Regions from separate parts of the Salmo salar genome. Here region 2 is linked to region 1. The links are chromatin contacts, called in public Hi-C maps. All regions are on one chromosome and are shown on one strand. Each heading gives the region's core, a stretch centred on a gene start, on an enhancer-like site or on the middle of the called end of the contact. The rest is flanking DNA. Distances are from core to core; before and after follow the strand shown.

Region 1 (5,673 bases), core at 2,463-4,962:
CACATCGCTTTGGGACGTGTCCATGGTAGGCTATGGGCAACTCATTCCGCAAAATCATTGGATGCAAGAATAAAAAAATGGGTGGTGAGATAGCTGATATGCTTGACTAGCCTACTACAGAAAAGTGTGTAAATCATTATGCACACCAAAAAAGCAAAGAGCCTTCTATACAGTCGGAGACACACTCGCTGACTGTGCATAATTGAAAACGTATTTAACGTTTTTCATGTTTAAAGTATTAAATTATGTTATTCCTAGAGGCTTGTATAATTCAAAGACTCCCTCTATAAAATGTTAAATCTATTTCTAAACTCAATTTAATATAATATTTGTTATGTTGCCCTCGCTGTGCTAAAGAGGCATATCCCAAGTGCATTATTCCTATAGTGCAAAGCTGAAAGTCCAACTCACAACCCAAGCTAGCCTACTCCCGTTCTGCTGTAAATAATTATATTTACATCTAGGGAGTGATTCATAAAAATGTCGCCGTTATGAAATATATGGGGACATTTAAAACGTTCTATTTAAATATCATGAATTGTGGCCACGAAAAATGTGTTCCCATTTAAGGGTAATACTGAGTATTTGGTGTCTGGTGTAGAAGCTCATTCGTCATACGGACAATAGAGGGGTTTCGCCTGACGCTGGGAATTTATGGTTGCCCTTCTTTGCCCTAATAACTCACATATTGTGTCACAGGCTGACAGCCCTTGCAGAAAACAGCTAGGCTGCTGTTATCAATCACATATCTTTGCATATTGTGAAACTTTCTCACCCTGTTTTACCTGACAGACTCAACATTTGGAGGAATAGAAAGAAAGGGCCGTTTGCTCATTCTTGTTTTCCTTTAAAGTCCACAGCCTTTCAGGGTCATGAAAAAATATAATATTTGTCAGACACTTTTTTGCTTAGTTAGTTTCCACTTTGTAGGTCTATTACTACCAAAATAAATGTCACAATGTAATTTAATTGATTTATGTTTTTATTGTTTAACTTGTCAGACTACTGTTAAATATTAATGACAGTTTTGTGCACATAGGGTAATGAGGAAGGCATTCAGAAATTACACTCAGTAAAATATTATGGTCTAAAATGTTAAGAATAAATCATATCTAATGTCATTGTAGGCTATGCATCATATTAAATGTAAAATACATTAGGCTACAATGTAAATTCATTTTCGATATAGCCTTTATATTCTAAGCCTTATATTATAAAACTGCTATCATATAATGCTAGCCACTAGGCCTATATGAAAAGGCTACAATAAATTGAGCTTCGTGTGAATAGGCCTATAGGACAATGTCAAAAGTGACACTTGTAATATCGTAATGTAATATTCTAATATTCTGTCTATAATTCCTATATATGGTTAAACTATCAATTATGTAGCGTACATATTTTACACTAGTTCTATTTTGTATTTTCGCTTCCCAAAAAACGTCCCATTAGGCTATCATATAACGTCAAATATTATATCCTATAGTTTTCCTATCCCCTGTCAACCAGTGTCCCTCAATTCTTTGAAGGCCTAAAATAAATGTATTTACTTTTCCAGCTGTTTTTCTGCCCCCTGTGACCGTCCACTCCAGGTTTTCTTGCTCTCCAATGACCTGTCAAGCGGATTACCGCAGAGAGAGATTAATGGTAGAGGCGGGTTGCAATAATAATCGTTTTGTTTGAAGTGACAACTTTGATAGGCGTTGATTTACTTACAAACTGATAGGCTTTTAATTGAGCGCCTCCATTCCGATTGAGATGAAAGGAGGCCCCGCATTGAAAAGCTACCCGATTGCCCCCGAGCCTCAATACTGATTAGCCATCTCAGCGGTGAAGAGTTCAAGGTATTTTAAACTTCTTTTCTCAGCACTCTGACACACAATTTCTCTTTTCTCTTTCAGTCACCCCTCTTTTCTCCCTCTTAAATAAAATAAATCATTTTCATTGTATGTAGGCCTAAATAAAATCGAGTTGACATATAAAATGTCTGGACCAGTTTTTTGTTCCCTTTTCTTTGTCATTTTATTGGGGATATAACCATGTGCCAGAGGCAAATGGCAGGTTTTTACGATACGTTCAGAGATACGTTTGCATCTGCGGGAAAGTGGTTATTGTTTGTATTGCTGAAAACCCAGGCCATTATGTTTGACTTAGTAAATGTGAAACTTAGGCTACATGTTAACATGTGTTGGATACGATTGGCACCTGTCCAGAGTGACTTTTCTATGGGGAACTTTGCCCCCCACTAACTGTGTTGTTGTTCTAAGTTTTAAAAAGTATTCTATATAGCTTGCTAAGCAGCACTACTAGATTGACATTTAAAAACACGTTCTAGTCAGAAGGAATGGGGCACAAATTAGCCTTTTTTACTTTATTTTAACAATGAAGCAAATTACATTAAAATGTATTGAATTGTAGGCTAATATTAGCCATAAAGTTACATTTATATAAACGTATTGAAGTCCATTAGGGCATACCAATTATTGTCCTTAGACAGGAACATGAACATCGCTCTGGATAAGAGCGTCTGCTAAATGACGCAAATGAAATATAATAGTAGACATTGAACTATTTCTGAGAAATTAACAAACATCCGAGCACTAAAAGTTCATGGCATCTTTTGAGCCGTTTGGGACACTTTCTTTGTGTGAAGTATTTGACAGGAAGGGAAAAAGTTTACTTAAATAGTCCTGTGAATCTGCGACAGAGCGGGTTCTTCGGTCGCTATGCCTGCGTTAGTCCTTATAAAATCTGGTTAGCCTCGTCCTTTAATTTTCTGCTCAAAATCCTTATTAATTTGCAAATACCGTCCTAAATTCCATGGACACCATAGGCTATGGAGAAGTGGCATAGTCTAGCGCGTCGCTGTCTACCTATTGTCGATGCTTATACAAATTGAATTTAACACGAGGATGATTTATTTCGTCCAAATGAAGTGTCTCTTTTCTCAGATGCCTCTCTCTCTTTTCCATTTGTCCTTTTCCCCATGCAGCCACGCTCGCATGTAATCATCTACAATAGCTGACATAAATCAAGGCAGGATTGACAGCCACTGACAAATACCTGATTGATTGCGGTGGAGCAGAATTGACAGTTGACGGAGGCGTGAAGATAGAAATAGAAGGGGGGTGTATATTATACTGAAAACATGTGACATTCACATACCTCCATCACTGCATTGGTCTGTTCCTGTCAACGCTTGTCTGATTGGGGAATTCAAGCTGAAGTAGTTGATCTTCTGGTTGTGGAATATAATTTATATAGGAACATGTCTGTAAACTAAGATACAGGCTTGTATTGATTGATTCAAGATCTTGGTAATATAGCTCAAAGGGTGCCGAAAACATTTCTTATTACTGCATTAGTCTCTAGAGAACAAACTAATAATTAGGCTATTTAATGCATGCTATAGTTTCATTAATACATTTCCCAACTCCTAAATATCATGTAGCCTATATGCCTTCCAGTAATAACCATTACCACATCGCCTACCTCTACAGCCAAATACTTTCACTGTTTTGAAAATGTCAGAAAGACTACTATTTCCAGACTTGGGTCTATACACTTTTTTAGACATTGAAAAAACAAAACAAGCCTAGCCTCAATGATGGTGAGAGTCCGTGAGAGCGCACACAACAACCCAACTATTCCTCCTCACTATCTCCTCCCCCGAGCTGTCAATATAGAGGCGCTTACAAAGAGGCAACGTCACATCCCCTTGACCCTCCAATCACCTCGGGGTCCCATTTGATTGGAAGGCGGCAAAGGCTTTAATCTCGGACTAATTCAGATGCTTTTGAAGTGAACATTTCTACCAGTTCGTACTTCGGGAGTATAGAGCGCGGACAAGCCGGGAGACACAGAACGCGCTATGCCCATGGTGAAAGACGCAGCCACGGATCCGCGATAACCTCGCACTCACTCTCTTCTTCCTGCTTACCAACCGCACCTTCTTCGTTTCCTCTCATTATACGGATTATTACACGCAATATCACTCTCTTGATTTTCGAAAGAGGTTGTATTTGCTTTTCTTGATGAATCTGATAAATGAATTACCGACTAATTTCGTGAGAATTGGGACATGATCACATCGCCCTCGGTATCTGCTCTGAGAAATAGTAGTATTCATCTAGTCTGGGAGAGCATCGACTCTCGGAATATCATCAACAAGCCTTTTCATCACTCCGTTCCCCCGTCGGACCATCTACGGCAAGCTAACCGAGTCCCCATCAAGGTTTTGAAAATGCTTACGGCACGATCAGGACACATTTTGCACCCAGAGTATCTTCAACCGTTACCATCTACTCCGATTAGCCCTATTGAGGTAAGATTTCAAAAAGACTAGTAGAATGAATGCTTCAAAGTTTCATGTTTGTTTTGTAAGCATTACACATAGAAACAGTTATCCCGGAATGTAAGACATGGAATAGCATAAAAGAAAACATATTTATTATATCGAAGTGGAAATGTGGGCTATTCTATTATAAAGATGACTTGTAAAGGAAATTGTTATGAATTTAGGAAATGGGAATCTTAAATCTACTCGTAGAGCGCGGCTATTCTCGCGTAAAAGCTGCGCATTGCGCACAATTATTTTGGATAAGGACTCGGACATTGCGTTTCTGGTTGCATTTCGACCAAAAGTCCTATATTGTTTGAGATTGTATATATATATATTTTTCAGTACTCGATTTGTAAATTATAGGTCTTGTTTTCTCTACAGCTAGATGCTAAGAAGAGTCCGTTGGCACTGCTGGCGCAGACATGCTCTCAAATCGGTAAACCTGACCCCCCTCCCTCCTCCAAACTATCCTCTATTACATCAAATGGATCTAGTGACAAGGAGTCCAAATCCGGTCCATTAAAAATGAGTGACATCGGTGTGGATGACAAATCCAGCTTCAAACCCTATTCGAAACCGTCAGATAAGAAGGACTCGTCCTCCGGCGTCTCGAGTGGAGAGAAGACTGGTTTCCGAGTGCCGAGCGCCACCTGTCAGCCATTCACGCCACGGACAGGCAGCCCCAACTCTAGCACTTCTGCCTCGCCCATGCCGTCAGAGGGGAAGTGTGGAGACAGGGAGGACAAGAAAGATTCAGATTGTAATAAAAATGGCACAACGGACGGATCTGGAACCACTAACAGCCACAGCAGGATAAGCGTGAGTTGCGGTGGAATTAACGTGGAGGTGAACCAGCACCAGGAGACAACGCCTGGGTCCAAAGCCATGTCTTCGGAATCCTCCTCTCTAACCTCCGTTTCCTCTGCTTCCGGACTCGGGTCAGGACTTGTAGCCCCAGTCTCTCCTTACAAACCGGGTCAGACAGTTTTTCCCCTGCCGCCTGCTGGCATGCACTACCCCGGGAGTTTAGGGGCCTACGCTGGTTATCCCCAACACTTCCTCCCTCACGGCGGGAGCCTGGTTAACGCACAGCTGGCCAGCATGGGCTGCAGTAAGGCCGGATCCAGCCCCCTGGCCGGGGCCTCTCCACCCTCCATCATGTCAGCCAGCCTGTGTAGAGACCCTTACTGCTTAAGTTACCATTGTGCCAGCCACTTAGCGGGCGCTGCCAGTGCCTCTCAGCAGTGCCACGACAACGCAGCTGCCGCGGCCGCCAACGCGATGAAATCCGGGTACCACCACATGTACCCGACACACCTTTTGCACGGCAT
Region 2 (5,930 bases), core at 947-3,446, 120 kb before region 1:
ATACTGTATAGGCTACCTTACTGCATGTAGTTAGTATTATATAAAAACAAACACGGAGAGTCAAGAAGATACGTAGCAATACATGCATACAGCTTCACTTCATGGTTGTTACACAGGCAACTTATGGATGAGCGACCCAAGCTACTAGAGGAGCAGCAAGGAGACGTTAAATCTGTCAGATGTGATGCCATTCATTCTACCCAGTATGCTCTCTGGGGATCCACATTTAAACAGATCACATTGGGAGGAGAGATCCATTACCCATCACAAGATCCCCATTTGTCCCCAATACTGTATCCCAATGGCTGGGTGACGCGCTACACTTTCCAATGCACCAGGGTTATTCATGACTTGACCTTATAAAAGTAAGTTGTATAATTTATGGCACTCAATTAAAGACATGCTCCGAAACTATGGCGACTTGTAAGTCTTTTTTTTAACTTCACGCTTTGGGCTGGATGTCTCAATGTGTAGTTCATACATGCATAATCTATGAGCAGAATTACTGTCTTACCTCAAATTAGCCACAAGATCCCTAGTTGGAAAGCTACTGTTTTCTGGAAGCTGTGCGGCACCATTTTCCCAAAATTGTCCTCCATGTGAGCCAGCCAATAAGCTTCTGCCCCTAGTCATTTGAGTGACAGCTAGCAAGAGGCACACAGAGCAAAGCGAGTGAGAGAGCAATGATGTGGTGCACATATCTGCGCATAAAGTATGTAAGGTAAACGTAGTACCCAATGTGGGGGCGGCAGCGTAGCCTAGTGGTTAGAGCGATGGACTAGTAACCGAAAGGTTGCAAGTTCAAATCCCCGAGCTGACAAGGTACAAATCTGTCGTTCTGCCGCTGAACAAGGCAGTTAACCCACTGTTCCTAGGCTATCATTGAAAATAAGAATTTGTTCTTAACTGACTTGCCTAGTTAAATAAAGGTAAAATTCAACAACAAAAAAAAAATCTATTTTGCTCGTGAGCACTACTTCCAGAAGTAATTGCTAAAAAGTACACAAAAGTACTGGAGAATCTCTTTAATGCAATAACTTCCGTGCATGGTCTGTTTTCGAGAGATAAAACTATGCAGCCAGCAACCCTGTTAAAAAAAGCAGCCGAGGCAAAACCGCCGGCTTGATTTATGATGGTAAATTAAAAATAATGAAACATTTATGACAGGAATTTGCAGGTAGTCATAAAACTATTACAGAACTTCGAAGTTGCAGACATTTTATTTCTGTCCATTTTGTCTGTAAGCGATGCAAGACGATCTAATGTTGTGAAAAGACTAAGCCTATCAACTAAACAGTGCTAACAGTGTGTACTGTAGTAAAGGTGGGAGGTTAATTTATTGACAGCGCTAATGAATAGTTGCTGTTTCAGTGTTCAACGCCTCAGCTCCAGCTATAGACGCTAGCTGTGCACATTCAGGCTCTCTTGTGCATGAAAGCCGAGCCCCCGCTGGCATTTGAGACAGGGTGCCAGGCCATGATTGAATGAAAGCCCATCCTTGACTGACAAATGATATATTAAGCCTCCCGTCAGCGGAGGGGGACGGGACGGGGGAGTCAGGCATGTCAGCTACCTGCTCCATCCAGCACAACCTCCACTTGTCAATCTATTTGCCCTTCACTTGGCCAGGCCTCTAAACAAGATCTGAAATGTTATAAGGCCTGCGCGCCCTAGTTTTTCACTTGTACCATGTGTCCCTGCCCGGGCACTTAGACATATCAACCATGTGACTGGAAGAAATGAGTGTCTGCCTGCTATGAATGTCAGAGTATCATATTTAGAAGTGAAAGACCATTTGTTGGGGCTGATAGGTATATTGTCTGGTTCCCTCCCTGTGGGATATTAGATATTAGAGAAGCTCCAAATGATAGAGGATCGAGTCCAAGATATGAAATGTTGAAGAATGACACAATTAATCACCAAGAGAAATGTATTATAGGATATTGTATTTTGTACTGAGACATACAGTCTCAGTGTCCGTGTCCATGCCTGTGTTAGTGTGTACTAGGGGGTACTGTGTAGTGGGCAGGTGTGATTGTCCCTCTCCCCTGTCCTCTGACTGGGAGTGTGGCGCTGGGTGAGTGTTGATTGTGGATGATTAATGGGCTGGAGTACCAGGCAGAGAAAGGTCAACTCCTGGGTTGGAGAGGGAGCAGTTACACTGGGAGTAATTAAGACATTGTGTAAGCATGATTAATACACACACACACACAATTAATACACACACTCTGACGCTTGCCTGGTCAACAACCAGCTACCAGATGGTTCACACACATAGGCTGGATCCCAAATGGCACCACATATGCCCTATTTAGTGCACTACCTTCATGCACTCGATAGGGAATAGGATGACATTTGGGAAGTGCCCAGAGGCCTACGCAGCTGCTTTTTCTCCGCTGTGTAATGGTTACTAACTAGCTGTTTTTATGAATCATGGCAGATATTATTCCATTAAAGAGTTAAATGAACATACTGCACCTGTTTTAATGTGATCAGGATCAGAGCAGATCAGCAAGGCACAGGGTTCCATGGAGGGAGGGAGAGAAAGGACAGAAAAAGAAAACATATTTAGAATTACAATTCTGTTCTATTATTTTCTATTCTATTCTCGGTATGTAACATACAAGACATTGAAAGATCACCACCAGTCGACCTCGGATGACTTATTGCATGAGAAGATCAATCTACATCAATACTCTCCCTCCAATGGCCTCCTCACAGATGCCAGCAGTCAGCCCATTAGTAGCCTCTGCTCCTCTTTCTCAGCTTCATTTTCAATTTCAATGAGGTTATACCAGGGCAAGTATGGTGAAATATACTGAGCAGGTGTTAGGTTATAACCAGTCACATGCATGCAGTTATAGAATCATTTTAAAAAGTAGTACTAAGTTAAACCAAAACAGGATATAAACAGTGGGAAAAGTACATTTCTAAATAATAATCCTCTCTCCTCACTTTTTCCTTCCCTGTTTCCCTCCATCGCTCGCTCTCCCATCAATCCATTTCTCCTTCACTTGCTCTACTCCCCTTTCTCTCCTTGTATTCTCCCCTGTCATGTGATGGGGTCTACACTGAGGGATTAGCCTCATGGTACAGAGGCGAACTCTGGGAGACAGGTGTCACAACGCTCCGGTAACCACAGCCTAACCTTTTGCTTTTCATTTTTTTTTACATTTACATTTTAGTCATTTAGCAGACACTCTTATCCAGAGCGACCTACAGGAGAAATGTGGGTTAAGTGCCTTGCTCAAGGCACATGGACAGATTTTTTCACTGTTGCAATCCTCTGTCTAATTCACAAGCCCCATCCTATAGGAAACCCCATAATAACCACCACAGCAGGGTTTTCAAGTTCCACGACAAGCAACTCCCTGGCTCATCCGTCACGGTAGCACTTTATCTGAAGGGTACCTACATAAGGACTTCATAACACATTCATAACTCGTTCACAAGCAGCACATGGGCGTTTCAGTGTCACCACCGTCTCATTAGATGAGTGTTAAGTGTGCTAACGAGAGAAGAGACAGAGAGTTAAAGACATTCGTTTGAAATTTCATCTGATGATCCCTGACGCTAGATTAGCTTTACTGTACTGTACTAACAGTGGTACATTATCACACTGATTATAACTCATTATGAGAGGGCTGGGCTTAGGGGGCTGTAGAACTCAGACCCCATGGAGAGTACAAGCCAGGAGGGAAGGAGTGCTGACTTTAGCCCACCCTGGTACTTTTGTAGATTAACCCCATTTTATACAAAGAAATTGACACTATACTGTAGGTCTTTAACCAATCACAGCACTCCTTTAGGATTGAACATTTAGCAAATCACCAGCAGAGGGAATCCATTTTCCCATTCACTGTATTGGTGGTGCTCATTAAATTGATCAGCACTTTAAAATGAGCAAAAAACCCAGTCTGGAAATGTTATGTTCTTGTTGAGTACTGTTCCAAATAATATGTCTTAAAATTAGCAAAATCAAAAAGCTTACTTTTTAGATATTACTATTAATCATTTAAATGATGACTTAATTAATGTGACAATTCTTATTTCAGAAACTAGACAATCCATAAATGATTATGTTAGAACCCACTGTATGGAGTACAATGACACCAAGGTGCTGTCTGTATCATGTACGGTTCATAAGGTCTTACAGGAGGCTTGTGTAAGTCAAAAAACGCCTAAAAGTTTATCATGATTTTCAAAAAACAAATTGTGATATAAATATAAAAACTACGTCAAACATCCTTCCTCCCAATGAAGTTTCCTTGTGAAAATTGCCAGAACAATCCGAGATACCAAAAATATTTTGTGGCTACTAGTTCTGACTTTGCTTATAGCTACTTTATTGAGGAAAAATGTACTTTCTATGCCTGTGATATGTGGTTGTCCCACCTAGCTGTCTTCACTAACTGTAAGTCGCTCTGGATAAGAGCGTCTGCTAAATGACTAAAATGTAAAATGTATTGCCACGCCACAGTCATGTCCCACTATTCTAACATGGTTTCCTCTCCTAGCTCTACAGTCATGTCCCACTATTCTAACATGGTTTCCTGTCCTGGCGCTACATTCATGTCCTACTATTCTAACATGGTCTCATGCCCTTATCCCTAGAATAACTGTTCAGGTGAAGTCATTGCTCAGAAGAGCGAGTCTTCCATATTGCTTTTTCAAGATGGCTACCTTTATACAGATCATTATTCCCTTTCCACTCAGAATGATTATGATAAACTGTTGCCAGTATATGAGAGGTTAAATTAGAAACAGTTTGTTCGCTGGTAGATGTATACGTTTGTTGAACGAATCACCAGCTGTGGCTCACAATATAAAGTTTGAATATTTCATTTTTTCTCCCCAATTTCATGATATCCAATTGGTAGTTACAGTCTTGTCTCATCGCTGCAACTCCTGTACGGACTCGGGAGAGGCGAAGGTTGAGAGCCGTGCGTCCTCCGAAACACAACCCAACCAAGCCTCACTGCTTCTTGACACAATGCCTACTTAACCCGGAAGCCTGCCACACCAATGTGACGGAGGAAATACCGTACACCTGGCGACTGTGTCAGCGTGCACTGCGCCCGGCCCGTCACAGGAGTCGCTAGTGCGCGATGGGACAAGGACATCCCTGCCGGCCAAACCCTCCCCTAACCCGGACGACGCTGGGCCAATTGTGTGCCGCCCCATGGGTCACCCGGCCGTGGGAAGCCAAGTATGAATATTTCTGAACAGTCTGACATGCAGTAGTTTTGTCAAATAAAATCTAAATCCTCTGATGAAATGAATTGTGTTCATATTCCACCTGTATGCTATCATGCAATCTCTTTTACATTCATTTCAGATCGTATCTGGACCTATTGTTTTCATCAAATCATTACAATGATGATGACATACTGTACATTCATTAAAAACCAAACTACCTAGAGTCTCTTTCTCCTGTCTGTCAGTGGGACAGAAGTTCCTGCCTGTGTCAGCGTCTCCTCACATTAATAGTAAGTGAGTTAGGACATCAGGCCCGCGCTACTCAGCTCCACATGTCAACAAAGCGGAGGTCTAGCAGTGCTGACAGTCACCAAGCAGCTACCCGGCGCCGTGCTACACGAGTCTTTTACAAGAGGCCTCTGGGAGGCTCTAGCAGAGCGCTACAATAAGACGAGTGGATAGGCTCCATATGGCCCAGGATTCACAGCCTTCAAAGACAAAGCAAAGGGACCATGAAGAGAGAGAAAGAGAGAGGGGGGAGACAGAGATAGAGACAGAAATAGAGACACAGAGATAGAGACAGAGAGAGAGACAGAGACACAGAGTCAGAGACACAGAGAGAGACACAGACAGAGAGACAGAGACAGAGAGGCCATGTGACAGTGCCAGGAAGCAGCCAGACAACAGCATAGGGTGGATCTTTGCCAGCTCCGGCTTGGTTTGAAAGCATT

The links. Hi-C and Micro-C count contacts between places; a contact is called where the count stands out from the background.
Region 2: a contact with region 1 is called in a Hi-C map of muscle, with 6 times the contacts expected there. The contact joins the enhancer-like site here to the promoter of znf503 in region 1. A contact is called at or near these places in 2 of 3 Hi-C or Micro-C datasets (gill and muscle).

The regions. Positions count from the first base shown.
Region 1 is chrssa01:74,511,057-74,516,729 of Ssal_v3.1, reverse strand. znf503 (zinc finger protein 503) reads left to right here and starts at 3,712. Exons shown (of 2, transcript XM_014206672.2): 1 at 3,712-4,324; 2 at 4,724-5,673. The coding sequence starts at 4,082.
Region 2 is chrssa01:74,629,102-74,635,031 of Ssal_v3.1, reverse strand. The region is part of intron 2 of LOC123743785 (leucine-rich melanocyte differentiation-associated protein); the gene reads right to left. Among protein-coding and RNA genes, the nearest start is that of LOC123743785, 98 kb to the right of the region's middle. Within about 2 kb of position 2,196, at least 1 of the 13 cell types and tissues checked has an H3K27ac peak or open chromatin away from gene starts, as enhancers often do. A contact at or near this core is called in muscle, where this site is marked.